6 separate regions of the Mus musculus genome follow, and all the other regions are linked to region 3. The links are chromatin contacts, called in public ChIA-PET and HiChIP or PLAC-seq maps. All regions are on one chromosome and are shown on one strand. The core of a region is the stretch at or near the end of the contact, and the rest is flanking DNA. Distances in the headings are between cores, read along the strand shown.

What was found. ChIA-PET counts read pairs in DNA pulled down with a chosen protein or histone mark. HiChIP or PLAC-seq counts read pairs in DNA pulled down with a chosen protein or histone mark.
Region 1: a FOXA1 HiChIP or PLAC-seq map of pancreatic cancer cells shows a contact between it and region 3. The contact joins two enhancer-like sites. A contact is called at or near these places in 2 of 115 datasets of contacts at active chromatin or transcription factors (extraembryonic endoderm stem cells and pancreatic cancer cells).
Region 2: a contact with region 3 is called in an H3K27ac HiChIP or PLAC-seq map of microglia, with 4 times the contacts expected there. The contact joins two enhancer-like sites. A contact is called at or near these places in 2 of 39 promoter capture datasets (hematopoietic stem and progenitor cells and liver) and 2 of 115 datasets of contacts at active chromatin or transcription factors (microglia and pancreatic cancer cells).
Region 4: a FOXA1 HiChIP or PLAC-seq map of pancreatic cancer cells shows a contact between it and region 3. The contact joins the promoter of Gabpb2 here to the enhancer-like site in region 3. A contact is called at or near these places in 2 of 39 promoter capture datasets (liver and neural stem cells), 2 of 484 Hi-C or Micro-C datasets (CD4 T cells and embryonic stem cells) and 3 of 115 datasets of contacts at active chromatin or transcription factors (craniofacial prominence, effector CD8 T cells and pancreatic cancer cells).
Region 5: a contact with region 3 is called in an RNA polymerase II ChIA-PET map of memory CD8 T cells, with 306 read pairs. The contact joins two enhancer-like sites. A contact is called at or near these places in 1 of 484 Hi-C or Micro-C datasets (embryonic stem cells), 2 of 115 datasets of contacts at active chromatin or transcription factors (memory CD8 T cells and microglia) and 1 of 9 other capture datasets (adipose tissue).
Region 6: an RNA polymerase II ChIA-PET map of memory CD8 T cells shows a contact between it and region 3, with 170 read pairs. The contact joins two enhancer-like sites. A contact is called at or near these places in 1 of 39 promoter capture datasets (liver), 1 of 484 Hi-C or Micro-C datasets (the G1E-ER4 cell line) and 1 of 115 datasets of contacts at active chromatin or transcription factors (memory CD8 T cells).

Annotation. Positions count from the first base shown.
Region 1 is chr3:95,265,776-95,270,816 of GRCm38.p6, forward strand. It overlaps Prune1 (prune exopolyphosphatase), which reads right to left. Exons shown (of 8, transcript NM_173347.2): 2 at 2,456-2,548. Among named protein-coding and RNA genes, the nearest start is that of Prune1, 14 kb to the right of the region's middle. Within about 2 kb of position 2,321, at least 32 of the 459 cell types and tissues checked have an H3K27ac peak or open chromatin away from gene starts, as enhancers often do. A contact at or near this core is called in pancreatic cancer cells, where this site is marked.
Region 2 is chr3:96,080,158-96,085,126 of GRCm38.p6, forward strand. No RefSeq gene overlaps it. Among named protein-coding and RNA genes, the nearest start is that of Gm30044, 22 kb to the right of the region's middle. Within about 2 kb of position 2,759, at least 17 of the 459 cell types and tissues checked have an H3K27ac peak or open chromatin away from gene starts, as enhancers often do. A contact at or near this core is called in microglia, where this site is marked.
Region 3 is chr3:95,673,148-95,677,877 of GRCm38.p6, forward strand. It overlaps Adamtsl4 (ADAMTS-like 4), which reads right to left. Exons shown (of 18, transcript NM_144899.3): 15 at 4,661-4,730; 16 at 4,381-4,560; 17 at 3,964-4,108; 18 at 3,054-3,822. The coding sequence ends at 3,686. It overlaps Gm52627 (a long non-coding RNA gene), which reads left to right. Exons shown (of 2, transcript XR_003954671.1): 2 at 1-3,095. Among named protein-coding and RNA genes, the nearest start is that of Gm52627, 3.3 kb to the left of the region's middle. Within about 2 kb of position 2,479, at least 274 of the 459 cell types and tissues checked have an H3K27ac peak or open chromatin away from gene starts, as enhancers often do. A contact at or near this core is called in adipose tissue, embryonic stem cells, liver and 4 more, where this site is marked.
Region 4 is chr3:95,215,420-95,220,349 of GRCm38.p6, forward strand. Gabpb2 (GA repeat binding protein, beta 2) reads right to left here and starts at 2,523. Exons shown (of 10, transcript NM_029885.1): 1 at 2,170-2,523; 2 at 795-849. It overlaps Mllt11 (myeloid/lymphoid or mixed-lineage leukemia; translocated to, 11), which reads right to left. Exons shown (of 2, transcript NM_019914.4): 2 at 3,125-4,930. The coding sequence ends at 4,766. Gm16740 (predicted gene, 16740) reads left to right here and starts at 2,038. Exons shown (of 4, transcript NR_108026.1): 1 at 2,038-2,639; 2 at 4,020-4,130.
Region 5 is chr3:95,949,151-95,953,703 of GRCm38.p6, forward strand. No RefSeq gene overlaps it. Among named protein-coding and RNA genes, the nearest start is that of Anp32e, 22 kb to the left of the region's middle. Within about 2 kb of position 2,156, at least 443 of the 459 cell types and tissues checked have an H3K27ac peak or open chromatin away from gene starts, as enhancers often do. A contact at or near this core is called in adipose tissue, embryonic stem cells, memory CD8 T cells and 1 more, where this site is marked.
Region 6 is chr3:96,029,346-96,034,459 of GRCm38.p6, forward strand. It overlaps Vps45 (vacuolar protein sorting 45), which reads right to left. Exons shown (of 15, transcript NM_013841.3): 11 at 4,320-4,478; 12 at 3,434-3,541; 13 at 1,661-1,782. Among named protein-coding and RNA genes, the nearest start is that of Vps45, 27 kb to the right of the region's middle. Within about 2 kb of position 2,791, at least 81 of the 459 cell types and tissues checked have an H3K27ac peak or open chromatin away from gene starts, as enhancers often do. A contact at or near this core is called in memory CD8 T cells, where this site is marked.

The DNA.
Region 1 (5,041 bases), core at 1,071-3,570, 410 kb before region 3:
AGTTACCACTTCTCAAGGCCACAATTATCAAGCCTATGAAAATAAAAGGATGGGGCTGGAGAGATGGCTCAGTGGTTAAGAGCACTGACTACTCTTCCAGAGGTCCCTAGTTCAAATCCCAGCAACCACATGGTGGCTTACAACCATCTGTAATGAGATCTGATGTCCTCTTCTGGGGTGTCTGAAGACAGCTACAGTGTACTTACATATAATAGATAAATATATTTTAAAAAAAAAAAAGAAAAGAAAGGGATGGTTTGTTTTTTTTTTTAAATACTGGATAAGCAAGCCGAGCGAGTGCCTTGACCATGGAAGCACACATTCTACAACTGAGCTGCACCCTAATGTTCTGAGAGAATGGTCCTTGCCCTCCATCTTAGCAATGACATGGAAGTCAACAAGCTATTTTAAGGAAAAGACCTAGGTAGACTTCAAGCTACAGGAAATAGGATCCAGGTTCCATTTCCAGCATCCACATGGTAGGGTAGCTCACAGCCATTTATAACTCTGGTCCCAGGGAATCTGATGCCCTCTTCTGGATTCTGAGGGCACCTGGCACACACTTGGAGCTTAGACATATATACAGGCAAAACACCCATACACATAAAGTAAAAGTAAATATGTTGCTGGGTATGGTGGCACAAGCCTTTAGTCCCAGCACTCCGGAAGCAGGGGCAGGTGGATCTCTATGAGTTTGAGCCCATCCTTATCTACAAAGAGAGTTCCAGGACAGCCAGGGATATTACACAGAGAGACCCTGTCTTGAAAAAACAAACAAACCAACAAAAAACTTTCTAATTGACCTGGGCTGGCAAAGATGTAGCTTATTTGGTATAATGCTTACCAGGCAGGCAAGAGACCTAGGAATTCCCAACACTGCATACACCATATGATGGTTTATGCCTATAAGCCTAGCATACAGGATGCAGAAGCAGAATTAAATATTCAGTGCTACCCTCAGCTGACTAGTGAGTTCAGTGTCAATGTGAAATAAATGAAAGCCTGTCTCAATTAAAAAAAAAAAACCTGGGAAAGATAAATTCTAGATCATTGGTATCCATAAGGAACCGCAATAATAAGCTATTTAAACATAACTTTATGGTTTTGCAAATTCCTTGTGGTGGCTTAAATGACCCCATTAGGCCCATATGTATGAATGCTTAGTTATCAAGGGAGTGGCACTATTTGAGAGGGATTGGAAGGTGTGGCCTTCCTTATTGGAGGAAGCATGATGTAGAACTAGAAGTGGGCTTTGAGGTTTCAAGGGTCCAAGGCAGGACCAGTGGCTCTCTCTTCCTGCTGCCTGTGGATCCAGATGTAGAACTCTTAGTTACTTCTCCAGCACCATGCCTGCCTGCATGGCACCATGCCCACTGCCATGATGACAGTGGACTGACCCTCTGCACCCGTAAAGCCAGCCCCAATTAAATGCTTTTTTTTCTCCTTTCTTTTGCTTTTTTGATTTGTTTTGTATTTCGAGACAGGGACTCCTCTGTGTAGCCCTGGCTGCCCTGGGACTCAGAGATCCACCTGTCTCTCCTGAGCGCTGGGATTAAAAGTGTGCGTCCCCTTCCCTGACGAATGCTTTCTTTTTAAAGAGTTGCCTTGGTCATAGTGTCTTTTCACAGCAATAGAAAGACATCCCCGAAACCAGTCTTACACGTCCCAGAGGGTAACACAGTACTCGACAAAGTTCGGGGATCTTTATCCTTTGTGCTGTGCACCGGTGCATGTGTACCTGCATAAGCACGTGTAGAGCTCAGAGGACAACCGCGGATGTCATTTCTCAGGCACCAGCATCCTGCTTGCCTGAAACTCAACAGGTAGGCTAGGCTGGCCAGCCACTGAGCCCCCAGACCTGCCTGTCTGCCTCCCTAGTGCTGGGATGAGAAGGCAGTGCCACCACATCTGACTTTGTTTATGTCATTCTAGGGGTCATACTCTGGACTTACAAACTGAGGCCTTTGTTGACTGAGCTAGCCCAGCCACTCTCCAACTTTGATTTTTTACTGAATTATTCACCTTGTTTTATATTGAATATTTGGCCTCTGTGTCATATGTGTACCATAGGTGTGCTTGGTGCCTGTGGAGGTCAAAAGAAGGCATTTTGATCCCCTGGAACTGGAAAAGTAAATTGTTAACTACCCTGTAGGTGTTGGGGAATAACTGAACCCTGGTCCTCTGAGTCATCTCTCCAGCCTCCCCACACTTCCCCCCCATCTGTTAATGAAACAAAATGACCCTTATCCTCTTGCCTCCTGCTTCCAACATCTGTCTGTCTGTCTGTCTGTCTATGAAACACAGTGGCCTTTATCCCACTTCCAAGGGCTTACACATGAGTCATCACCCACATGAGATTTCACTTCAGTTTAGCCAAGGCTAAACATTGGTAAGTGGCAGAGCTGGGCCTTGATCCAAATCTTTTCACTCCAAGGGACTGTTTCTCTATACTCACCTTTGTTAGGTAGAAGGCCAAGGCGAGAGCAGACACCATGGAGTCTAAGTCGCAGGCTTCATTTCCCAGCACGACATGTAGAGGCCTGGAATCCTGGAGGGGAGGGAGAACTGATAAACCATCTCTGTGTATTTCCGTTACTTCACTCAAGTGGGGCATCACATACATCTTCTCGCTGACCCTCAGAGATGATACCATGACAGGGATCAGCAGAGAGGGCCTAAGTTTTAAAGCTAGGCCTTAAGCAGCCATATACATCCCAAAGATGCATTTTCCCCTCCGCTCACCTGTGTCCCTGCATGCTAACTCTCAGAGGAACACTACGCCATTGTCAGACTGCTCATGCTTCTTCGGGCACTCGCTGTAAGCACAATCAGAACGCTCTGGAAATGGACAGTTAAGCCACGCCCTCCGGGGTTCCAGGCCTAAGCCACTCAGCACCCCGATTTTCAAACTACATGAATAATTTTTACATCCCTAAGTTATAATCTCTCACCAGCAAGAAGGTTCAGCGGATAAGGGTGTCTGCCTGATGACGCACGTTTGACCCCTGGGAGAGCTGTTCTCCAGACTCTCTGCCATGTGGTCCAGGGACCTGGACTTAGTGGCACCTTCACCCACACTCATTGCTTTATCTGCTACGCTAAGAAAGTAAACGCATAGCCCACAGCAAAAGAGCTGCTGCTGCTGTTGCTGCAACTTCTCTGGAGATTTGTGTTGGCTTGGCTTTAGAGAAGTTCTCACTCTGCAGCCCTGAGTGGCCTTGAATCCGTCGTCTGCCTCCGCCCCTCAGATGCTGGGATTACCTGAGAGGCATGAGCTGGCCTGTCATGTCCACTTATTTCAGTGAATTTGTGTGTGCATGCAAGTGTGTGCCTATGTAAGCACGGTGCCAGCCTCAGGTGTTGGTCCCCTCCTTCCTTCTTTTTGGGGGACGCATCTCTTGGTCACTCCAGCATGCCTACAAGTTCCCAGGGGTTCTGGCTTCCATCCTGCTTTGCTGTAGGTGCACTAAGATTACGGGTGCTTGTTGTACCAGCTGGTTTTACATGGCTTCTGGGGATCTGAACTTCTGTCCTTACACTTTCATGATAAGTACTTTATTTAGCCATCGTGCTGGCTCGTTTTATGCCAATTTGACACAAGCTACAGTCACTAGAGAGAAGGAGCCTCAATTAAGAAAATGCCTCCATAGGACTGGGCCGCACGCAGGCACGCCTGCAGGGGATTTTCTTTAACTGGTGGTTGATTTGGGAGGGTCCAGCCTACTGGCAGACTGGTGATCCTAGATTCTATAAGAAAGCCTGACCAGCCAGGCTGCCAGGGCAGAGGCACGAGCGCGGGAACGTTCCGGTTCAATCGTTTTTAAAAATATTTCCCACAACAGACCCGTGTTTCCTCACAGCAATAGGAACCTTAAGACGGCCATCTCCGCACAGGAACCTTTGTGTTTTGGTTTGAGATATGACCTCCCTACGACACTCGAGATCTACCGGCTTCTGTCCCCCTCCCCCCAGTGCTGGAATTAAAGGTGTGTGTGTGTGCCAGCACAGAGGGCATAGAACTTTTAAAAGTCCAGCTGCTGATAATGCCGAGGGAGACAGAACAACTGAGGCCATTACCCGAGTTCCCATTCATCTCCTGAGCGCCCACGATCCTCAAATGCATTTAGACTAAGGCATCTCTAAGAGCAGATGGGCTTTATTTTCACTCAGACATCATCCTACATACTTACACACCCACTAACTGACTGTTCAGCCTCTATAACAGCCAAATAGACAGGCACATACTTCAAGCACTACCGTGCTGGATGCAATGGCACATGCTGGTTAATCTCAGCACTTGGGAGTTGGAGGCAGGAGGATCAGAATTCAAGACCAGCCTCAGCTAAATACCAAGTTCCAGGACAGCACAGACTATCTGAGTTCCTGTCTAAAAAAAAGAAGAGAGTAGTTATAATCCTGACTTTAAAGCACTGGGGACTGCATGTGAGGAACTGCAGGCACTCTACTATTGATCCGAACGGGCCTTGACTCTTAGGTCTTCCTATTTCAGCTTTGCTAGCACTGGGGTTACCGTCATGTGCTGTCATGTCTAGTTTATGTATTGTTGCTGAGTGAACCCTGGGTTGTGCTTGCTAGGCAAGCACTCTATCAACTGACCTATACCGCCAGTCTTTAAACTAGCTTATTTAAAAAAAAAAAAAAAAAGGTGGGGGTGGGGTGGGGGTAGGCATGGTGGCACATGCCTTTCATCCCAGCACTTTGGGAGCCAGAGGCAGACCTGCCAGTTTGGGGGCAGCCTGATCTACATTTCAAGTTCCAGGTCAACCAAGGCTCACAGTGAAACCCTATCTCAAAAATATATAATGCCGGGCTGGTGAGATGGCTCAGTGGGTAAGAGCACCCGACTGCTCTTCCAAAGGTCCAGAGTTCAAATCTCAGCAACCACATGGTGGCTCACAACCATCCGTGTAACAAGATCTGACTCCCTCTTCTGGTGTGTCTGAAGACAGCTACAGTGTACTTACATATAATAATAAATAAATCTTAAAAAAAATATATATATATATAATGCCACCACCCC
Region 2 (4,969 bases), core at 1,509-4,008, 410 kb after region 3:
GCTGGAGAGATAGCTCAGCAGTTAAGAGCACTGGCTGCTCTTCCTAGAGGTCCTGAGTTCAATTTCCAGCAACCACATGGTGGCTCACAACCATCTGTAATGGGGATCCGATGCCTTCTTTTGGTGTGTCTGAAGACAGAGACAGTGTACTCACATACGTGAAATAAGTAAATAAATCTGTTTTTAAAAAAGAAAAACAAAAAAGATAAATTCATTTGCTATGTATACATGTGTATAGCATAGAAAGCAATTAAACATTTGTATCTATTTAAGTTAAACTAACATTGAAAAGAAGGCATACAGGTATAGTATCAAAGAAAAGAAAACAAGTCAACTTCATTTATGAAGATTAATATTCTGCAATGGATAAAAGAACAACAGGCCCAAACTTATCTTTTGAACTATCACCAGCTCCCTAATATATCACAGCTATCAAGAAAAGTGCCGGGCACATGACAGGTGCACATATTTTTTTGAACTAATTGTTATTAATCAAGCAGGGTTAATCCCAGGTTATAAGTATAGTTGAAATTGGAGAATATGTTCACTGTAATGAGGGGAAAAAAAAAGAAAAAGAAAGAAAGAAAGAAACCAAGAATATATTGTAATGCAATTTTAAAAAGATGAAATTTAACTTCTGTCCCAATAAAAGTTACTGTAGCAGAATAAGGCCCTCTCCTCATCTCACTGAACCACTTATACAAAACTTTTCTTGTCAGGTATGGTAGTACATACTTTGGATCCCGACACGAGGAAGGCAGAGGCAGGTGGCTCTCCAGGAGTTTGAGGCCTGGCTGGTCTATATAGGAAGTTATTTCCAGGATAGCCAGGGATACATAGTGAGATCATCCTGTCTCAAAACACAACAACAACAACAACAACAACAACAACAACAACAACAACATCCCAAACAAACCAACCCAAAAAGCCCCAAACAAATCACAAAACAACAACAACCTCCTCCCACAAAACAATAACAAAAGCTTCCCTTTAAATTGTGTATGTATGTGTGCATGCACCCGCAAGTACCCACAGAGGCCAGAAGATGGTGCTGGATCCCCCTACAGCTAAAGCTACAGGCAGTTGTGACCTGCTTGAGGTGGGTTCTGGGAAAGAAACTCAGATGCTCTGGAATTATAGCATGTACTCCTAACCTCTGAGACACTTCTCCAGCCCTTCTTATTAAAAGCATTGTACTGACTAGTTTTGTGTCAACTTGACACAGCTGGAGTTACCACAGAGAAAGGAGCTTCAGTTGGGGAAATGCCTCCATGAGATCCAACTGTAAGGCATTTTCTCAATTAGTGATCAAGGGGGAGGTCCCCTTGTGGGTGGTGCCATCTCTGGACTGGCAGTCTTGGGTTCTATAAGAGAGCAGGCTGAGCAAGCCAGGAGAGGCAAGCCAGTAAAGAACATCCCTCCATGGCCTCTGCATCAGCTCCTGCTTCCTGACCTGCTTGAGTTCCAGTCCTGACTTCCTTTGGTGATGAACAGCAGCATGGAAGTATAAGCCGAATAAACCCTTTCCTCCCCAACTTGCTTCTTGGTCATGATGTTTGTGCAGGAATAGAGACCCTGAATAAGACAAGCATAAACGCTATATTTGATTTTGAGACATCAGAAGGCCAGGCAACAAGAGTGCCTGCTGTTATCGCTATTGGCCAGCAGTTCTGTGGAGGCTGCTCGAAGGAGACAAAGCAGAGACCATTTCAGTCACAGGAAGAGAAGGGTGTTATTACAACTGTCAGCTATGGATGTCAATGACTGTCCCATTTTTTTATAGTTAGCAATTTTTCTGCATTTTAATCTTTCATATCTCCATGATGATGATGATGATAAAACCAACAGTATGTTGAGGCCAGAATCTTCATGGTAAGGTATCCTGTGTTGAAACAGAGATTCATGGGGGCTTGAGAGCTAGCTCAGCAGTCAAGAGCACTGACTCATCTAGAGGACCTGGTTTGGTTCCTAGCATTCACATGGTGGCAATCAACCACCTCTAATTCCAGGTCCCCTCCCCTGACACCCTGCTCAGGCCTCTCTAGGTACCAAGCAATGTGAGGCACACATGTCCTTGCAGACAAAAACACTCTTCCATGTGCTCAAAAAAAAAAAAAATCTAAAAGCAAAAAAACAAAAACAAAAAAAGATGTAACCTACAGGAGGAGGCTCACAGAGACATGTGCTGATGAGCACTCTCAAGATGGGGTGTCAAACTGTTTTTTTCTCTTTTCTAAAGACTGATAGTTCAATGCTAGAGGACACTAAGTGTTCCAAATGTCCTTACTTTGCTGGGGTATCCATGACCCCCATCCTGTACTCGCCCTCTGCCCCTTAGTCGGATTCAAGTGCTTACTGTCTTCTTACACTTAGCTTATGTTGTTCATCAGAAAGTCTTTAAGTACTAGATGGCTATTAAGAGGGTGATGTATGAAGAAAGCTGCTTAAATTAATCATGCAATGAATTTCAGTGCTGCAAAGTGCGCTGACATCTTAAAAATCCATTATTAATTATAAAATTAAAAACTGCAACATCCAAAGTATGTTATTTTGGATAAACCAAGGCCTGCTAATATATTTATACTTTACCAGCACAACAACGCAAAAAGCAACTAAAAACTCAAGCACTTCTATTTTAGCGCTGGAAGAGAGATTTCTAGATTATTCTGCCAGAGTCTTATCTGCCAACCACCAGAGAGGAATGAGCTTGCTTCAAATGGGTTTGCAGAAATGACTTCCTTTTTAAAAGTAGCTCTGTCAGCTGGGAGCAACAGCAGAAAAAGGACAAACTTGCTGAATGAGGCTGTGCTGGAGTTGGCCAGAGGGCCCGTCACGGCTCTGTCATTGGCATTCCTGCTGCAGCCAGAGAAGCCTAAGCAAGCGGAAAATCTATAGTACTTTCATCTACATCTAGCTGAAAGTGCTTACGGGAGCGATTTTAAGTTCTGAGAGCGATAGGGTGCTGGTTCCGACCTCGGGAGAACACAATGGGTCCTGGGTCCTTTGTTTTTTGCACATTCTCTGGTGAGCGCTGTTGTCCTGGCCTAAGCTATGAATTGGTTACAGTGCCTTTTCGCTGTAGCCACACCCTTGTTAGGGCCATTCTATATGGATGCCTTTACAACAAACTAAAAGTGCTAAGCAAGGCACTGGAGGGAGGGCTCAGCTGTTAAACTTAAAACTTTGCTGCTCTCACAGAGGGCCCAGGTTTGGGTCTCCACCCACATAGCTGCTCACAACCATCTACGTCAGTACCAAGCGATCCAATGCCTTCTCCTGGGCTCCATGAGCACCGGGCACACATGTTATGCACATACATACAGGCAGACAAAATACTCAAAAAACCAAAGCATTAAATAAAAGTGCTAAACAAAAGAGAATTATTAGAGGTACCTAGATATGTGCTTTAATTTTAATTTGGGCTTGAATTTTGACTTTTATGTTTATTGTTATATACCTTCACACAATATTTTCCTCTTCCTCCCTTTTCTCTTTCCCTCCCTCCTTCCCTCCCTCCCTCCCTTCTTTTCTTTCATAGGGTCTCACTATTTTTCTTGGGCCACCCTCAAATTCACAATCACCCTGTTCCCGCCTCCTCAGGTATGGTTACAGTCATGCACTACCCACCATATCTGATGTTACGCGAATTTCTTGAACCCATCCGACCCTCAGTTCTGTTCAGTACAATACTGAATAATGCTGATCTTGTGAGGGTCACCGTGACAAGCAAAAGGTGACACCTAAAAGCAGTTAGACTCATGCTAACTCTGGGTTTTAATGACAGAGGTTAGCAGAGACCAAAAATATTCTGTCTCTTACTCTAATTACATACCACTAACAGTATCTTTGAAGCATAGGGAAACTTCAATAATCGTGGATGTCACTGAAGATCAGGGTTAAGATTCTGGGCTGGAGAAATAACTCCGTGGTTAAGAGCACTGGCTGCTCTTGCAGAAATCCTGGGTTCAGTTTTGGGTACTCACATGTCAACTTAAAACCAACTGTAACTCCAGTTTCAGGGGATTTAATCCCCTTTTCTGGACTCCTTGCTGCACCACACATACAGCATGTGATGTACAGACACACATGCAGGCAAGACACCCATACATAAAAAGACTTCTTCTGGAGCCACCAGCGGCCGCGGGTTCCTGGGTTCCTGAACGGAAAGCTCGGGCTGTGTGGGTAGACAGCAAGAGAAGAATGAGACCAAGACAAAGTTTCTGATTAACGACCAATGTTTACTATGAGCCTGAGCTTATAAAGGGGTGGGAACCCATCCCCCACTTTGCCAGGATCTCATCAGGAAAACAAGTTCAGCCTCTCAGCAGGTAGTGGAGTCTTGGAGGAAGCAGCAGATGTGGCAGGACAATGGACTTTACCCTGATAGGAAGATTCCACCCTAGGTGGGCTAGCGGCTGTGACGAACACAAGGTCTGAATCAGCCTCTCAAGGCTGGGTGGATGGGCACATTCTTCCATGCGTGAGAATGAGTTAGACCACTTAAATGTCTAACAATAGAGGCCGGCTAAGAATAAGGGCTGGGGGTGGTAGAGCTGGAGAGGTGGCTCAGCAGTAATGCAGGTATCAGTCTTTCAAAGGACCAGTGTTCAGTTCCCAGCACCCACACTAAGTGGCTCACAGCTGCCAGTAACTCCAGCCCCAGAGGATCCAACGCCCTCTTCTGGCCTTTGAGGACACTTGCACTCATGTGCACATACTCACATGTAGACACACAGGCATACATACAATTAAAAATAAATCTAAAAAAAAAAAAAAGAAAAGGATTAGGTATGTATCTTAATAGTCGAGTGTGGAGTACTTGCCTAGCATGGTTAAGGCTCTGGGTTTGATTCTCAATAATACAATGATAATAAGGGGGGAAGAAGGAGGGAAAAAGGGAGATAGAGAAAGAAGAGGAGGAAGGAATGGTCATAACACAAAGGAAGTAATATGCAATTGCTACAAATCA
Region 3 (4,730 bases), core at 1,229-3,728:
GAGGGGTGCTGGTGTGAAGAGGAATCCCCCCACCTCCACTTAGTTCTCTTCAGACCACAGACCCCTCTAACAAGGTGCTGCTCCCTGGCTGCAAGAGAAGGGCCCCTGGCTTGGTTCACTGGTGAGAGAGGAGAAAGCAGTCTGTCAACTTTAGCTTTGGTGTGGTGACACATGCCCAGCACTTTGGAGCCATGGGCAAGGAAGATCACAAGCTCCGGCTTGACAGACACACTCAAGCCCTGGACAGCAGCCTAGTATTTTGGGCTCAACCTCAGACCTGCTGAGCAGAAAGTGAAGTCTTGATGAGTGGCCCGGGAGGGAGTGTTGAAACTCCATCAGGTCCACCTTTGCAGCTGCGCTCCTGCTGACCAGGTGGCTAAGGGGGATGCGGAAGTCTAGTCGCTAAATTTAGTAGAAAGGCTGCAGCTTAAACTGAGAGGGTATTTACCCTAGGAAGTTTAAGTAAGGGGGAGGGGACCCCTAACCACTGGGAGCTTTTAAAAAATAATGCAGGGCCTCGGGTTTCATGCATGCCAAGTAAACTCTGTCGCCCAGCCGCACTTCAACACCGCTGAACTTACAGACCATACAGTTCGTCTGTACACTAGAACCACCTCTCTGGGCAGCAGACACTCAGAAGTGGGGACTCCTTGGCCATGCAGTGGCCTCTGCATGCTTGCTCTCTGCGTGCATGTCATTTGCTCCCATCACTCCCCCCACCCCCATCTCAAGTCTCAAAGGTCCAGTTCCTCTAAGTTCTTCCCTAAATTCCCCCTAGTGCAGCAAGCCAGGGGCTGCACCGCATCCATCTGCCCTTTGGGTTTTAACTTCCTTACTCAGACCCTCCAAAGAGTTTCAGAGGTCAACAAAGCAGCGTCTGGCCACACCGCTCCTTCTAGGGGTCCAGAGAAAGGGGTGCTTCAAGGCAGGCCCGCCTTCCTTCCCAGAACCGTCTGCTCTGACCCCACACTGCTTGCAGATGAACTGAGGACTGCAGGGACTTCTCTTTACAGTGAGGAGTAGAGGGCAGACACCGCCGCTCCCGCCCCCTCCCCCCCCACCCCCCAGGCTAGAGGCGAGAAGCTCTGGGGATCAGAAAAAGAAAGGAGGTGTTGGGGGGAACCCTTGAGGGCTATGGCTGCATTCTCCACCTGTGATTGGCTCTCAAGCCCAGACCAAAATCTAAACCTGCCCAGCAACAACCCTAAGAGGCCTCAAAAGGGAGGGGAAGTCAGCTGAGCTGTGGCCTCCACCCCAGCCCTGTTTCCAGGAACTGATGGGCGGGCTGGGAGGGCAGCCACCCCTCCCTTGCTCGGGGACTCTGTGTTCACTGCCTGCATCTGGAAGCTGACTCCTGGGCCCCATTTCTCTGGTCCCTACATCTTTGCCTGTCCTTCCAGGGTCACCTAAGAAGGAAGCACACCTGACCCTCTTCAGAGGCAGGGCATTCTTGTAGCCTCCTTGTGGAACCCCTGTCCTGGGCCAAAGTCAGGTTTTTTTCATGGTGTATTTGGGGAAAGGGTCTCACAAGTATAGCCCAGGCTAGCCTTGTGATCTTCCTGCCTCAGCCTCCCACGTGCTGGGATCACCCATGGCTTTATTTTTTAATTAAAAAAAAAAAAAAGAAATAAAAAGGAACAGATATGACTGCTCCTAGGTATGACGAAGGAGAAAGTTTACAGTAGATCAGAAGAACAAAGCCAGAGGCAGCCACATCTGGGAGAGTTCAGAGTGATCCTGACCTTGTGAGGAGAGGGGGGAGGGGAAGGGAGCAGAAACCAGGTCCAGCTACCAGTAGGCCAAAGGTACAAAAGGGGCAGGTAGCCAGGACGGTTGCTTATAAAGGGAGGGGCAGTCCAGTCCCGTGGGCTGGGAGACAGGGTGTGCCAGTCATACCCTTGTAACAGCGACTGAGGGATGCTGGGAGAACCTGTTGACTGTCAGGTCCACTTTGATATATTAAGCAGGCGCCTCAGCCGTTTGTCCGGGGTTAATTTTCCTTCCCCTCCTTTGTCACCCACTCAGTCCCCTTACACTGTGCTTGCTGTCATCTTCCTGCTCAGCCACATCCAGCGGGAGGACAGCCTAAGTCCCAAGGCAGGGAGCTTTGTACCCTTCTAATGTAGCAAAGGGTTTGCTACAGTGGAACAACTTTATTCTTAGGGGAACTTGGTATCCAAGGAGTGTAGCTGTGTTCAGAAAATAGTAGTAAAACTGTCTGCAGGCTTTTACTAATGGCCATACTCAGCCTGTCTGAAGAGGCACAGACAGAACAAGGCTGCCTCCAGCGGGGCATCGGCAGCAAGAAAGTCAGGCCTCAGAACCAACTGTAGGGGCCAGGGAAGAGGACCCTGGAGAAGGCTGTCCACTCCACCTTTAACAAGTTATTTACTTTGAAAGAAACACACAGGGAGAGGGAAGTGGTGGGGGAGGGAGGAGGCCTGGTGAGACATCTCTGTGGAATGTGTCTCTGGCAGGACATCTGGTCCTGCCTTGGCCCCTCCTCCCTCCTCCTGCAGTCACAGAGTCATGCGGGCCAAGCTCCTATGATTTTGCTGAGCAAAGAGAGGGGGCAAAGTTACCACCCCATGCACCCATGGAAAGCAGTAAGCAGGCATCTAGCAGGGAAGTGGGTAAAAGAGGAGGAGACAGGGCCAGAGCGAGAGAACCTGAAAAGCAACATGCATGCCCCACGCTCGTGCGCACACAAGCCAGCTTAGCCCTGCATTGAAAAGTTCTGCTGGATTCCTAGAGACAACAGGAAGAGCCTACCCAAAAGCCCACCACAGGCTCTCTGCTGGGATCCAAGCACCCATTACTGCTCCTAAACTGGGAAAAGTAGCGGCCTCTAGTGGCCAGTAAGCCATCTGCAGATCTGTAGTGGGACAGAATCTTAGGCCCTTGATCCAGACTGCCCCAGGTTTGAAGCTCACTCCACAGCCCATGAGGACCACATCTTCCTCCCATCCCTAAATGCCGCTCCTCTTCCCACACCACATCTGGCCTCACATTGCTCGGATGGTGGGGTCCCCATGAACATAACGAAGAGCATGTTTATGTCAAAACCAACTTTAATAAAAAATAAATTACTTCTGGGGTGGGCATCATTTTCAGTGTGAAGTGGCGACTGGGGCTAGGATGTCTTATGCTGACGTTTCTCTTTTTCACCCTCGACACAAGTGGTCCCTGCCCTGGAGAGGTGTGGTCCTTCCCCAGTAAGGTAGGGTAGCAGTGGCTGATCCCTGCCCCTGCTAATGAGGGAGGTAGGAATACAGAGACTAGATAAGGCAGGGATGGGAACAACAGGGTAATTTAGAAGATGTGGAGACGAGGATTGGGGCACAGACCTGGAACTTCTGGGGGACACACACTATGTAGCTCAGATTAGTGTGGAAATATAACCTTGCTCTCTCCCCCTTTCTCCCCAGCCCAGAAAAGCATGAGGGATACAGGCACCGCCCACTTCCTATTCTTTCTCAAGCTGCTTTTGTGGAAGTGATAAACATACACAGGACAGACCCCCAGGCAGGTCAGGTACACTTCTTGAGCTATCACACTGTAGGTCTCTCACCCTGGAGGATCCCTCTGGCAAGGCTGAGACCAGGTGAAAAGCCAGAGGGTACAGAGCGGGCTAGTCAGTGGGTGGCACAAGAAAACCACGAAGGCAGGGTCTCTGGGACCCGTTTCAAGCCGGTTCCAGCTGGGACTGCTCCAGGACATGGGCACAAGAGCGGCAGCAGGTAGTTGTGTAGTAGGGGTAGACGCAGAGCCGGGCCTGTACCACCAGGGGGCAGTGTGGAGAGCTGTCCTTGCATTGGTCATCTGAGGACAGAGGTCAATGGCACAAGACTGGACTGACATCATCCCCTCTGGGAGCGTGGTACCCAATCCCACCAGCTCTTCTCATATCTGCCCATAGTCCAACTCCATCCCCTCTACTGGGGTGGGTGGGACGCTCTTTACCTGGTCGCTGGTTGCAGGGTTGGCTGTTGCAGGGCCGCTTCCTGGAAGGTCTCAGGTGAGGAGGGCATCGGGAGCTGAGAGTCTGGTTGCCACTCAGGCACTGGACTTCCCTCGTCTGCATGCCTCCCTGGCAGGATCGAGAACACTGGGGAGACCACAGCCATCTGATCAGATGTCTAACGTTCTCAGGGCTGCTCCCCAGGCCACCCACTTCCTCTCTGAGAGACTGTGGTAGAACATTCTCCAGGAACATTATAAGACCCCAAATGGAGAGGGTCCCCCAGTCCTGCAAGTCTTTGGGAAGTGGGACAACACAAAAGGTCGACTGGGTTGTCCTGGGCCGAGAGAGGCTTGGCTGAGTGCAGGCCTCTTTGTTAGAGGCCCAAGGAGAGCAAGGCACGGGTGCCAGGCACTCACCGGACTCCAGAGAGTGGAGAACCATTTGTCCTCACAGGCCTGCCCCTGACAGGGCTGCAGGGCAGGCGGCCTGGGTAGGTGGGAACAGTTGCTGGGAGAAGTCACATTGAACTCGGCCCCCAGCTTGGACACACAGATAATGTCTCTGTGTTGTGTGCCAGACCCACACTCCGAGGAACACTGTAAGGGAGGGGAAGAGAGATCACTCTTAAGTTTAAAATGTGGGGCTTCGCCAGGACTGGTTTCCCTTCGGTCCCGCATCTCAGGGCCCCCAGCTGACCTCACTCCAGGGGCCTGTGAACCAGCGCCATGTCCTCTCACAGGGCCCTAAACTGCAGGCACGCATATCG
Region 4 (4,930 bases), core at 1,273-3,772, 460 kb before region 3:
ATGAAGTCACGCCGGGCCTGACAACATCTGCCTGTGACCGCAGCACTCTGGGAGACTAAATCAGGATGATGATGAGTTGACGTTGGCCTAAGTGTCATAAGACCATGTTTCAAACCAACAAAGGAGGGCAGTTGCTTGTGCCGGACCTTGTAAAAGTAACCGATGCCAAGAATTATGGGAAAACAGTTCTTATATTTGGTTACTTGACAGGGACATGACTTCTGACATGCCTTCTTTCCTGCCCTGTCACTCCTGATTTAACCTATAGCATCTACCTAGATTAAAATGCATTTGCAAGACGATGATTTTGGAGATCAGTGAGGTCTATATACGGCTTGGTGGGTGAACATATCTGCTGCCAACCTGGTGTCCTGATGGATCCCCAGTTCCCACATCCTCTCTTTTTTGTTTTTTCCGAGACAGGGTTTCTCTGTGTAGTCCTGGCTGTCCTGGAACTCACTCTGTAGACCAGGCTGGCCTCGAACTCAGAAAATCGCCTGCCTCTGCCTCCCGAGTGCTGGGATTAAAGGCGTGCGCCACCACGCCCGGCTCCCACATCCTCTAAGTTGTCCTCTGATCTCCACATGCATGAAAGTCATGGTATGTGTGTAAGTGAGCACACATACACAAAATGTAATAAAGTATTTTAAATAAAAAGCATTATGGGGAGACTGGTGGGTCATTCTTCTAGCTCCCCATACATAAAGGCTGGTAGAACCCTAAGACCAGAGAATAACATAGGCAATTGAAATTAACTAATTAGCTTGTGTGTGTTTCTGTGTGTATTCACTCACCATAGCATGTGGAAGCCACAGGACAACTCGCAGGAGTTGGTTCTCTCCTTCAACTCTGTGGATCAAACTCAAGACTGTCAGTCTCGCTGGCTTTATATGCTAAGTTCCACCTGCCCAACCTATACAACCCCATGGTTCTGAATGCTACAGAGGGGAACTGTTCTCCCTTACTGGATATGCATCCACATAAACTTCACATGAGCGTTTGTCTAGTGTGTATCCTAAGATTTTTCTAAATTCTCTTCCTAGTCCCTCTGTGCTAGGAGTTGAATCCAGGGCCACAGGCATGCTACATTCACACTTGCCTCTGAGCTATACTCCCAACCCTGCCTCCTAGGAATAGGAAGCCAATAAAATACAAAACAAGACCAGGAGACCTTTCTGGGTCAAGTAGCACAGGCTGGCCTTGAACACCTGGATCTTTCTCTCTCCTCTTCTCAAGCACTGAGTACTTAGTGTTCAGAACTTTCAATAAATATTTTAATAACCATGGAGTGCCTGAGCACTTGACAAAGCAGCCCATTACCAAAGAATAATAACTTTTGTTTATCATTTGGGTGTGGTGGTTTGTTCTTTGCAAAGCATGTACAAAAAACATGGCTCACCTCAGTAATTCCAACACTCCAGGGGCTAAGGTTAGAGAATCGCTGTGAGGCAGCCAATCCAAACTACATAGTAAGACCCAAATATTGGATTGGAAACTAGAGAAAATCCTTTATAGGAAGAGGGAGACAGCAGAATTCCTGGAGGAAATCTGTGACAAGAGGTGCACGCTAAGAAAGAAAGCAATTGAAGAATTCTCGGTCTGTACTTTTTTTTCTTTTTCTCCCCCCCCTCACCCCCCACACATTCCCACTGGGAGGCCAGCTGTACAAGCATCTGTGTTGAGAACTGGATATAAGTCCATGACTGCTCTTGTTCACATTATGAACTTACTAAAGTTTCACGTTATTACTGGACCTTGAAAAGTCCAGTTCCCACTTCCTCCCTAGTCACATATCCCTCAGTTTTTGACATCAGCACTCTGCCAAACTCAGGGGCGCCAACTTGCAAGTGGGAGCCCCAGTCTGTAGTGGCAGCCCGGACTCCTGCGCCACACCGCCCCCTCGTGGTCACCCCATGTGGCCTTGGCTTCCCGGAGTCCAGCTCCCCAGCCCCAGGTCTTCCACCCACCCCCTTCACCTCCCAGTCCCCTCCCCTTCCTCCCGACAGCATCCCCTTCCTCTTGGTCCCTCTCCCCCCCGCCGCCACCCCCGCTCCGGCAGTGTGCAGGCCGGCGCCCACAGGTCCTGGCCGGGCTGGGCCGGCCACTTATCACTGCCCCTTGCATCGCAGTTCGGAAGCTCCGGAACCCTGCGTGTCCTTTCCCCCTCACCTATTCCGGAGCGCTGCCGGCTTCGCTCTCACTGGGCCCGCCAGTTTGGTCCCGTTTCTTTCTCTAGTTAAGACTCCTTGCCAGCGGCCTCACTTTTCGGCCTTTTCACATATGCATATTTGGGGGGGCCCTTACCCCCCCTCACGGAGAAATGGAGGCAATAAAATGGCGGACCCGGAAGTGAAGGCGCTGTGACTATACGTCCTGGCGGAGGAATCTGAAGGAAATGGGTTAGCGGAGCCACTTTGCCCTTCTCTCAGGACCTCAACGCACCTCTGAGTCCGACTCCTTCCTACTGAGGACCTCGTGAGCTGGAAAAACGTATACCGCGGGCATCCTGAGCGGGACTACTTAGCGAGGCGCAGGATCACCGATTACGTGGCTTACGTGAGGGATAGTTCCGGCAGGGGACGGACGCAGATGGTAGTTTTGGCGCCAACCAGTGCAGCGCTCGGAGGAACTGGTTACTGGTGCGTGTTGGCGTCCGCACTCTACCTTCCTGCTGGTTCAACGCCGGGCTAACTTGAGGGTTGGGGGAGAATCTTGCTTCCGCTATTCGGGACCTTCTGGTTATGCACTCCTGTCTGACCGGACACTTTCCCAGTGTCCTGAATATAGGTCAGGAAAGAACCCCTGAACTTTTGGGGGGAAGACTAGAATAGGATGGGACATGAAATTGCATGTCTTTCATTTACCAGTCTATCTTGGTTTCTGTTCACCATTTTAACTGATATAAGGACCGAGAGAAAGCTCGGAGAAAACCTTTCAAAAATCAATAACAGGACGCTGGAGCAATGCCTTAGGAGACCCCAGTTCAATTCCCAGCACCCACATTGCAGCTTACAACTGCCTTTAACTCCAAGATCTGACACCCTCACACAAGCAAGCATACATTTAGGCAAAACACCAATGCACACTAAAAATTAAAATCAGTAATAATAACAAACACGCCTTTGATCACAGCAGGAGGCACAGGTCTCCTAATTTAATACCAAAGTGCTAGGCCCACCCTAGCAGAGTCCAGCAGAGTCAGGTGGATTTCTCTGAGTTCAAGGCCCGCCTCCGAAGAAAACCACACAAATTTAAAAGTTAATAATGGGCTGGGGGGCGTGGCTAATCTCTGAGCACTGGCTGCTTACAGGGGAACCCTAGCAGGGCCTTGTAGATGCTTGGCAAGCCCTTCTACCATTGAGCTATGTCCAAATCCTAAATTGTTCTTCAAAGTCAAATATTAGACAGACAGAAGGAAGCGCTGGAGAGATGACTCAGTGGTTAAGAGCACTGACTGCTCTTCCAGAGGTCCTGAGTTCAATCCCCACCAACCACATGTTGGCTCACTTGTAATGGGACCCAATGCCCTCTTCTGGTGTGTCTGAAGAGTGCAACAGTGTACTCATATATAGTATAGTAAATCTTTTTAAAATAAAAAGAAAAGCTTCACTTAAAAAAAAAAAGAAAGAAAAAAAGATAAAAGGGAAAGCTGGATTCGGAAGTGTGAGTAAAATCTGTAGTACTTCATTGGAATGGAAAAAACTAAGCCCCAGACTTAGGATTTAACGTCTTTATTCCATAAATGAATAAACAGCTCCGCAATTCATCTGCAATAGCTTTGGAAGGAATGGGGACGGGTAGGGTCTGAACATAACTGCTTACTTCACGGTCTTATGGCGGCCAAAGAACTGTGTCAGGAATCACTGATTCCTATCACATACTGCAACTACAGAAAGGCAAAGCTAAAATACTTAGGACCAAAACATCTGCCTGTTCCATGACAAAATCACAATTTTATATAAATTCCCCTAATAATACTCTGGTGTTTCTTTAGATCAGATACATCTTTTGTCTTTTAGGAATTATCCTCATAGTGAAGTTTCCCTGTGAAGACTCAAATCTGATTTTCTGAGCATTTCTACCCACAGCTGGAAGCAGAGCTGGATATTAAAGGAGCTACCTCTGAAACGGTGCGATGTTTTTCCTCATCCCACTCCTTTGTTTCCCACCTTTAACTGCCTGCGTGTTTCTGGGGAAGAGAATGCATTGTAAGCAGCAGCAGCATTTCTTATCTTAGCCTTTTAGAAATCCTGTTTTGTAGAAAGTGTCTCAAAACTTCCAGGTTCTCATTACTTCTTGAAGCAGTATTTGCTTACTGGCCTGGTAGAGGACATTAGGGAGGCTCAAGTAATCTTTGAAGTTGATTAAAATGTAACAAACAAACAAAATAATTGGTCTCCCATTTTGCACAACTGTACCTCTCTGTGGTGCCTCAAATAAGGGTGATTCTTTTCTGGGATTAGTTAATATTCTCCGGGCTGACGGGAGGAAATCCTATGATCTAGTACTCCATTGATTAAACCCTTGACTTTGTGCCTAGAGGGCTTTTGAGAGAAACGGAGTAGGCAGATAAATAAATAAATAAATAAATATAGATAGATAAATAAGTACGTACATACATACAAACCTACAATTCAATTGGCAGATTCATCAGCACCACCAGCACAATAGAGGGAAGAGAACAAGATTAAAGTGGAAGGCTTAGAGAGGAAGGGACTTAAGAGGGAAGATAATGAAGGTACGGGGTGGGAGAGAGATCTTGGCCTTAAAGCAAGTCCAGGTCGACAGAGTGGATGCTGGCAATAGGCGCTCTCCAGAAGTTGAAGGTGCTGTACTCAAGGAGGGGGTCACCTTCAGGGTTCTTCTGCTCCGTCCCAGATGCCTGCCCGTTCATTTTGCCAACGCTGCTGCTATCCTTGCTCTCGTAGGT
Region 5 (4,553 bases), core at 906-3,405, 280 kb after region 3:
AGAGAGAGAGAGCATCATTTGGATGCCTCCTTAGAGAAATGTGCATCCACCATTAAATACATAGACTGTAAGAGGGCCATAATCTCAACCCTACGCACTGCCTATGACTGACTTCCTGGGCAGGGTCACTCCACAGGGCGGAGTGGGTTCTCCACCCAGAGAAAAGAGCATACAATCTTTGATAGCGACATATGATCGGTGTTGGCTTTTACAAACTTCACACTAGAGAACATGAAATCGAGGTTTTGTTTTGTTTTAAGCAAAAACAACCCTCAATGTTAATAAGGTTGGGATTTTATATTAGGGCACACGCTTAGCTACTTTTGGAAGCACCACGCCCATGCAGAGAGCTGTCAGGATTATTAGAATGAATAAAGACCTGTAAATGAAACTGCTTTAAAAGTTTTTTTTTGGGGGGGGGCGTGGTGGCACACCCCTTTAATCCCAGCACTGGGGAGGCAGAGGCAGGCAGATTTCTGAGTCCGAGGCCAGCCTGGTCTACAAAGTGAGTTCCAGGACAGCCAGGGCTACACAGAGAAGCCCTGTCTTGAAAAAACAAAACAAAACAAAACAAAAAACAACAACAACAACAAACGTTTTGTGAGGTAGGATCTTAGTCTAGCCTAGGCTAACCTCAAACAGTTTTGCTTTACCAGAGTGCTGGTATTACATGGCCGAGGAGCCAATGGACACCGTCCCACCTGCGGGCAAGCCACTATCCCACCAACCCCCCCCCCCCTTTTCTGAGAATATTGAGTTAAATCCATCTTTGCAGCTCTGAGAATTATTTGTAGATTAGATTATTTTTCTGGATAAGATTAACAATGAGAATTTTAAAAAATTCGAATTCCAAGTGATTTTACAGATTTTTTATTAGATATTTTCTTTATATACATTTCAAATGCTATCCCGAAAGTTCCCTATACCCTCACCCCGCCCTGCTTCCCTACCCACCCACTTCCAATTCTTGGCCCTGACATTCCCCTGTACTGGGGCATATAAAGTTTGCAATACCAAGGGGCCTCTCTTCCCAGTGTTGGCCGACTAAGCCATCTTCTGCTACATATGCAGCTAGAGACACGAGCTCTGGGGATACTGGTTAGTTCATATTGTTGTTCCACCTATTGTTGCAGACCCCTTCAGCTCCTTGGGTGCTTTCTCTAGCTTCTCTATTGGGGGCACTCACTGATAAGTGGATATTAGCCCAGAAACATAGGACACCCAAGATACAATTTGCAAAACACAAGAAAATCAAGAAGAGGGAAGACCAATGGGTGGATACTTCACTCTTCCTTAGAGTAGGGAACAAAATACCCATGAAAGGAGTTACAGAGACAAAGTTTGGAGCTAAGATGAAAGGATGGACTATCCAGAGACTACCCCACCAGGGGATCCATCCCATAATCAGCCACCAAACCCAGGCACTATTGCATATGCCAGCAAGATTTTGCTGAAGGGACCCTGGTATAGCTGTATGAGGCTATGCCAGTGCCTGGCAAATACAGAAGTGGATGTTCACAGTCATCTATAAGATTTTACAGATTTTATTTTGTAATAAAGCTGTATATATCGGAATATGGGGTTCCCGGGCTGCAGTTCGCAGGAGGTGCTGCGCTAGACGCCAACTTTTAAGGAGACTCTTCTAAGGTCGCGTTTCCCACCGCGATCCCCGGGTCGAGCCAGCGTGCTGCCACGTATCGGGTCTTGATAGGCTTGAACAGGTCATGCCATTTATCTAAATGCTTTTGGAAGTCAGTCCTCTGCCGCAGTCCCTGGGCATATCCCGAGCTTCCAATCTTTATTTTCCGTTTTCTAATTGCTGCTACTACAGCAGAGCGCCCTGCTGGGGTCCGCCAAGAACAGGACTTAGGACAGAACTGCAAATCGAGCACTCGTTCCGGAGCTAGCGAAGGCGGATGTGACGTCAGATCGACTACGTCGGATGCACCTGCCAGGCCTGGGCTCCTGGGAGTGAGACACGGTTGCCCCAGGGGCTAAGGGACAGACTCGACCTGACCGAATCCCATCACAAGGACGCCTTTCTAAACTCCACTGGGCCGCAGCTCTGGTCACGAGGCTCGGCCTCACTCCACCACCCCCCCAACCCCCGCCCCATCCCTTGTCAGAGCTCCCGTGCATGCGCAGTCGCGCCGGAAGCACGGCTCTGGAGTTTCCGCATCACGGACCTCAGGGATCCTCTACGCTGTTCATTGTCCTTCGGGTCTCGCAACGTTTGCCTAATGATTCCCAATTTCAGTGTTGCATCATTCTAAAGCCTGATGTTGAAGACTATCGCCCAACCCTGGTTAGCCAGTAATCGGAAACAGCAACGTTATGTGTCTTCTAAAGAAATGAGGGCTAGTTTTGTTTTGTTGTTTTTGGTTTTTTTTCGAGACAGGGTTTCTCTGTGTAGCCCTGGCTGTCCTGAAACTCACTCTGTAGACCAGGCTGGCCTCGAACTCAGAAATCCGCCTGCCTCTGCCTCCCAAGTGCTAGGATTAAAGGCGTGCGCCACCACTGCCCGGTGAGGGCTAGTTTTTTTGTTTGTTTGTTTGTTTTAATTTAGATTTTATGTGTATGAATGTCTTGTGTGTGTGTGTGTGTGTGTGTGTATCACTCGTGTGCCTGGTGCCCTCGGAGGTATCAGATGCTTGGGAGCCTCTGGGGATTGGTCCTCTGTAAGAGCAGCCAGTGCTGGAACTCACGCTGTAGACCAGGCTAGCCTCGAACTCAGAAATCCGCCTGCCTCTGCCTCCTGAGTGCTGGGATTAAAGGCGTGCGCCACCACTGTCCAGCTTGTTTGTACACATTTTTCACTGACCTTGTCCTCAGGAGCTAACCCTCCTATCTATCCATCCCCTTTCCCTACTCCTGGAACTGCTGCTAATTGATAAAACTTAAAACTACATCAGTCAAGTTGAGCAGGTGCTGGGAGAAAGCACTGAAGAAAACCGACTCCGAGACTACACATAAAACAGGAAGACAGCAGGGCTTGGTGGCGCACGCCTTTAATCCCAGCACTTGGGAGGCAGAGGTAGGCGATTTTCTGAGTTCGAGGCCAGCCTGGTCTACAAAGTAAGTTCCAGGACAGAGAAATCCTGCTTCGAAAAAACAAACAAACAAAAAACACGAAGGCTCTTTCTTTACCGAACGAGTGATTCCAACAGAGAGACTTTGTAAAGGTCCATTACAGAGAGAGTTAGGACTTATTTTTCCGTCTTTTAGTCAATCACAGCTGAAGGTAGTTTGTCAAAAGTATCAAAGTAAAATCATCCTTAAATCCTTTTTATTAGAACCAACGAACCACTTTAGAATGTTTGCATCAGTTTGTTTTGTACAGTAGAAGTTTCTTTGGAGGTCTGAGAAACATGGAAAAGGTCTTGGACTGCAGGCCATCCTAGGCCACATAGCCAGTCCTATCCTCAAACAGACAAGGATGGAGCAGAGTGTAGCACAAAGCTAGTGGTTTGGTCCCTGCTATTTGAAGAAGGAGAGGTGGTAAAACACTTGGATTTTTGCCCACTTTGTGACATTGTATCTCTGTATCCTTGGCTGTTCTGGAATTCAATCTGTAGACCAGGCTGGCCTGGAACTGGGATAGCCACTTGCCTCCCCAGGTGCTGAGATAAAGGTGTGCACCATTGCTGCAAGTTTTTAAATGTCTCTTTTCTATTGACTAACACCTCACTATTGGTGGATAAAGGAGATGATCTGTGGTGCCTGCCAGTTTACAGGGGGAGAATGGGCCGTCACCGGTACCCAGTCACTTCCTCCAAACTACATACGTATATGGTCTGTTCCTATAGCTTATTTCTGTAGCTCTTGTTTTTCATAACCCAGACTTCAAAATGCTATATGAGAGGCACAACAGATGAATTCTGTTCTTGGTGAGCAGGATTCAAAAGCTGAGACAGACCTCTGTTATCTTTTCAGTGAGTTTGATCATAAACACTAATTAGTGTATCCTTTTCTTAAGTTAGGCTTCAGTGCACTGGCCCCAGGATTCAAGGAAGGCAACAGCAGTGGGGGTGGGGTAGTCACAGCTGTCACTCTAATTTGCTTTCCTTTTAGTCTTTGTGTGTTCAGTCTTTGGGAGTCATTTGTGGTTCACAGATTAAAAAATGCCAAATTATGCACAGATCCAGCTATTGTTAAAGGCATCTTGTTTAACAAACATGGATACCTGTGCTTGAGGCACCTGCACAGTAGACAGCAAAGTGAATAATTCATGACTCCAGCCTTGCCAAACAAAGTCTGAGCAGACCCTTTGTGCCAGAGAGAAAGAGCAAGCAGGGAAATGGCTGCACTGACAGCTTGGACCCAGGAGGCTGACAGGACGCTAGAACTTCATTTGCTCATTTCAGGGAAGGTCTGATCGTCTGTTTTGCACCTCACCATGTTCCTGCAATGCCCACCCACTGTGACTCATGGGATGTGCTGGGGAGAGTTACTGGGGTCTACACCTGTGTGTTGATGTACTCATTTGTAGGGAGGTTGTACGTTTGCAATAGTTCTTGGTCTGTGTTCTAGATCAGCACTCTTGAAATGACATA
Region 6 (5,114 bases), core at 1,541-4,040, 360 kb after region 3:
ATTAAAATTAACTAACCTCTAATTAGTTTTAACTAAAGAAAGTCAACCTTTTCTCCTGGGACACAAATGGCCTCTGCTAATCAGGTCTCTCAGCTGGTGTGCTGGCCACACTTGGCCAAGTCCAATCCTACCCAGACCAGTAATAACCTGTTCTGGCTGGCAGTCAGAGAGCAAATTTATTTTGGGCATTAATGTTGGAAACGCCAAAAGACAGATGCCACAGAACACATAAGGAAACTGATATGCTGCTAAAATACAGAATATAGGAGAGGATCTGGGCCCCTCCACAACACCTGCTTCTTTAACCCAAAGCAAGTAAATGATTCAGGACTAGCAGGGGGCGCATATGTAAGGCGGACACATGCAACACCAAAAGACTCTTCACCCTGAAATGGCCAAGGGGGCAGCGATCAGCATCTCAGTGTGACCAGGAGCAGGTCTTGACACCCGCTTCTCAGTGACTGTCACCTAGTATCATTACATTCATTTGTTTGTTTGTGTGTGTGAAAGTGTGTGTGTGTGTGTGTGTGTGTGTGAGAGAGAGAGAGAGAGAGAGAGAGCGCGAGCTTGAGCGAGCGAGCACCCGAACCGTGGAGTGTATGTAGGTCAGAGGACAACTTCAGGACTTGGCTCCTTCACCGTGGAGATCCTGGAGCTGGAACTCGGGCCGCTAGGCTTGGCGGTAAGCACCATTACCTGCTGAGCATCTTTGCTGCCTCCTCTAGTTTTTGTCTTTTTTTTATTTTTTTATTTTTATTGTTATATAACAAATTACCAGAAAGTTGGTAGAATAATAAGACTGCATATTTGTATGCTAGAAATAAAGAAATCGTCAGAGTTTGGAGAAAATTTTTGTTAACTCCTCTCAGAAAGGACATAAATAAATTGAAATCTTCCTTTAGTAAATGGTTAGCTTTGGTCTTGAGTCTGGTGGAAGGCAAAGTCTTACACAGGTTGTTACAGTCTCAAAAACCTGCTTTTGGGGTGCATGCCTGTGCTGTGTGTTCTCAACAGTGGACATAGGAGTATTTCATTCAGACTAAGTATGGACTTCAGTTCTTTTGAGTGTGGAGAATAACCCTGAGCCCACGCCTGGAGGCAGGCAGAGTGCCCCTAAGTTATTTCTCAGCTCCTTCCCCTTAAAGCCCTCTTCTGCCCACATGTTTAAAAACTGAAACAGGGTCTAAGTCATCCAGGCTTTGGCCTTGAACTCACTCTCTAGCTTCAGCAGGCCTTGAATTTGCCATCCTACTGTTTCAGTTGCTGCACTACCTAGGAGTTCAGCCTGCAATGCCAGACCAAGCTTGAACTCTGATAATTAAGACTGGACAGTTTGTAACACGTAAAGACACACAGTCTGTAGATCTGTAGTTTCTGTAGGTCCCAAGTTCATGCATAGATTAGATCTCAGTTCACTGCTCACAGATTTACCAACTGAGAATCAGGCTAAGTCCAGGACCCCATCTTAAGCATAAGTCAGTTGGCAGAATTCAGATGTTTTTACAATCACAGGACTTCGGAACCCAGCTCTTAGTAGTGCCCACTGTCCCTACATGGCAGGTTGTTTCTCTAAGGCCAAGATCTGGATGTCTTGGGCACTTCCAGTTTCTCTGGCTTGTTCTGTGATCCTAGTTTTTATTTCTAATCTTTGTTACCTTACCTGTCTCTGAGTGTGCTGGGGCCTAAATAAGGATAGAGGTTTTCCTTAAGCCTTCCTTTGATGAGATGATCCAGGGTCTCATGCAGGAAAGGCTGGTGCTGTGTATACACATTTTCCACTCCCTAAAATATGGAAATGGTTCTCATGTTATTTGGGGAAGCTAGCAATATGACAGTAATGATACATCAGAAAAGGAACATATACTCAATGGAAGCCTTATGGGATAGAATCAAACTGGAACTGGATAGAAATCAAACAGACCCCAACAGGACATTTGTGTCTGTGTGTAAGTAAAGGTGTGGATGTGTGTGCACGCACATGGACGTCAGAGGTCAGCACTGGCTGCTCTCCTCAGTGCCTCTTCACCATCATCTCCGAGACAGGCTCTATTCTTGAACCCAGAGCTCTCAGGTTTGGTTAGACTGGCTGGCCAGAGAGCTTGAGGGGGTCCCCTCCCCCTTCTATGCACACACTTCAGCACTGTGGGGTACAGTTACACACCACTGTATTTGACTTTTATGTATTTGATGGGGATCTAAACTCCAGTTTGAGCAGCAATCACTTCACTGAGTGAACCATCTCCCCAGTCTAGAACTTTAGAATATGTAAAAATTATTTTAATTAGACAGAATTGTTCCAATCTTACAAAAGTACTAATTTTTTAAAAAAGTACTAAATTAAGGCTAGTTATTTTCAATATGGCTTCAATAAACTTTTCAAGGAATTTAAAAATCTGGAATCTTTTATCTTGTCTGAATCTCATTCTTTGTGAAACAAAAAGAAAGGCCTGTAGCAGAGTTGGTAAGCCATAGGGTAGAAGAACACCAGGAAACTCATGGAAAGCTAAGAACAGGCCAGGGGCCAGAGAAGCGGTGCCGCTGGTACAGTGCCCCCCACCCCACGAACACGGGGGGGCCGTCAGAAAAGCTTCCTACCAAGTAAAAAGCTGGCCTACGAGAGCCCCGTGAAGGCACTGTCAGCCTGGCAGACTCTAGAATTACCTGGTCCATGGACTTCTAGGCATGCCTGTAAGGAATTGCCTTGATTATGTTACCTCACATGGAAAGACCATCTTAACTGTGGCCAAGACTTCACTAGTGAGTGGAGAAAGTGAGCCACACTTATTGTTGTCCTCTGTCTGTGTGACTGACTTCCCAGCAACGGATGGTTGTGCTTTCTCTTGAATTTCCTTCAAAGAGAAGCTTGTGGGCTTGAGGTGCAGCTCAGTTGGCAGACTTTGTTTATCATGCATAGACCCTTGAATTCTATTCCCAGCACAGCATAAACTTGCTGTAGTGGTGTATACCCAGAACTTGGGAGCTGGACAAATTCAAGGTCATCCTTGGCTACATAGTGAGTTTGAAACCAGCCTGCCCTACATGAGACTCCTCAAAAACAAAACCAACCAACCAACCAAAAAACAGAAAAACCACAAACCACCAACACACACACACACACACACACACACACACACACAGAGAGAGAGAGAGAGAGAGAGAGAGAGAGAGAGAGAGTGAGCGCAAGCACTAGCTTAATACAGTTTAAATTACAAACACGGGAAAAAGAGCTGTGACTGGCAGAACTGTGCACACTTCCTGGAAGTGACCCGTCACTGCATCAGTCCCGCTCGGCTCCCTGGCAGTGCAGGCACACTACAGCACAGAGGCAGCGTTTCAAGAAATTGTCCTTTGTGGATTCACTGGGCGGACATAGCTCTACAATTCAGAATATACTGTTAGAATCATATCAGCCACACTCAGACTAAAGCTATACCTTCAGTCCTTTGAGAAACTGCTTGGTAATAGCCACAGCATCTTTGGGACTGAAGAGGTCACTTCCTCTAACCCGTTTACCACCATATTCAACAACTGCCGACACAAGCTATAAAAGAAAAAAAGAAGAAACAACTTTTTATTGCTTAGGTATCAGGAAGCTCATTTCATAAAAAATAACTTTATTAGGGCAATGAAGACACGAGAGGACGGAACTGTGCACCTTGTAAATAAACAGTATATGATGTATTTTTTGTTGGGGCTGAGACTATAACAGACGTGGCTTCTGTGGTTTGGGCTTACTATATAAATTTGGGATTGGGTTTTGTGCTATGCTGTGAGTGAGTGTTCTCTGAGCCAAGCAACTGCCATTAGGGAGCTCAGCTGTGCCCTTGCTAAAGACTCCTCTCTGCGGGCCTCTGTGACTGCGTGTGCCCCACCCACCAGATTATCCAGCTGCTCCTAACCACCTGTTGTATGCAACTCTGCCTTAATGGCATATGGCTTCAGGAAGGGGACACAGGGAGGGGGAACTAGAGAAGGGGAACACTATCTCTGCAGGATTGGGGGGGGCACGCATCCCTGCTGGGTAAAGGCTTTCCCAGGGAGAGGAGCACCCACACCCCTCACCTGTGCTTTGTCAGGAACTCCAATAAACTGTGGCAGAACCATGACTGGTTTTGTTCTTGGGATCATAGGAGGAGGGGGTAGACATTGCCTAAATCTCCCCCTGGGAAAGAATTTTAGCAACAGAGTAAGCACATGGCAGTAATCGTAGCATCTGGGAGGCTGAGTCAGGAGGACCTAAGGGTGAGGTTTCCCTAGGGCTGCAGAGTGAGACCATCTCTAGTACAATAAAATACACATAAGCACACTCATCAGGTTACCTTCCGATACTTCTCAGCAACACCTTTACTCCTGAGGTCCACTATGAGTCCTGGCAGGCTGTTGCTGCTGTGGCGCTCGTAATGTAGAGCATAAAGCATCACCAGGCGAACTGCATCAAATTCTGTGACTTTCGGATTCTGCAGGAGTCTCTTCACATTCTGAAGAAAGACAGAACCAATGTTAGTGCTTTCACTTGAATGGCCTCCTGTGTAAGAGTGGTAGAGACACAGCTCAGCGGACACACACGCCATCATGTTTCAACTACAGAATGGCAATTGCTTCTTATTTAGTGGAAGGACTAAATAATTCCCCATGTAATAGCCGTAGGAAAGATGGAGTCAGCCACCGTTTCTCTTGCCTTTCCCAAGTCATCTCCTTGGTGGCATAAGGAGTGCAGACTACTTCAACTTCAGTCAGTACAGAGCACAGAAATGACCAGTTTCTGGTTAAAGACGTCTTTCTTTTAGTGTTGCTCATCCCATTGTATCCAAATAGACATGACCTGGCAGAGTTACACAGGCCGGATTTAATCCCCAAGAAACACCAGAGGTCACAACACATCTCAAGATGGCTGAGAGAAACAAGTGTATGTGACAGCATGCAATCTCTAAATGGGAGAACTTCGGATCTAAGAGGCAGATGCTGGAAGCAAAGGGACAGGCCAAGTCATGCCTGGACTCTCTCAGCCTCACATTAAGGGCCTTCTTGCATGGCACATATATATATTTATTATTTATTATATTAAATAATATAATAACTATTATATTAAATAACATAATAATTATTATATCCTG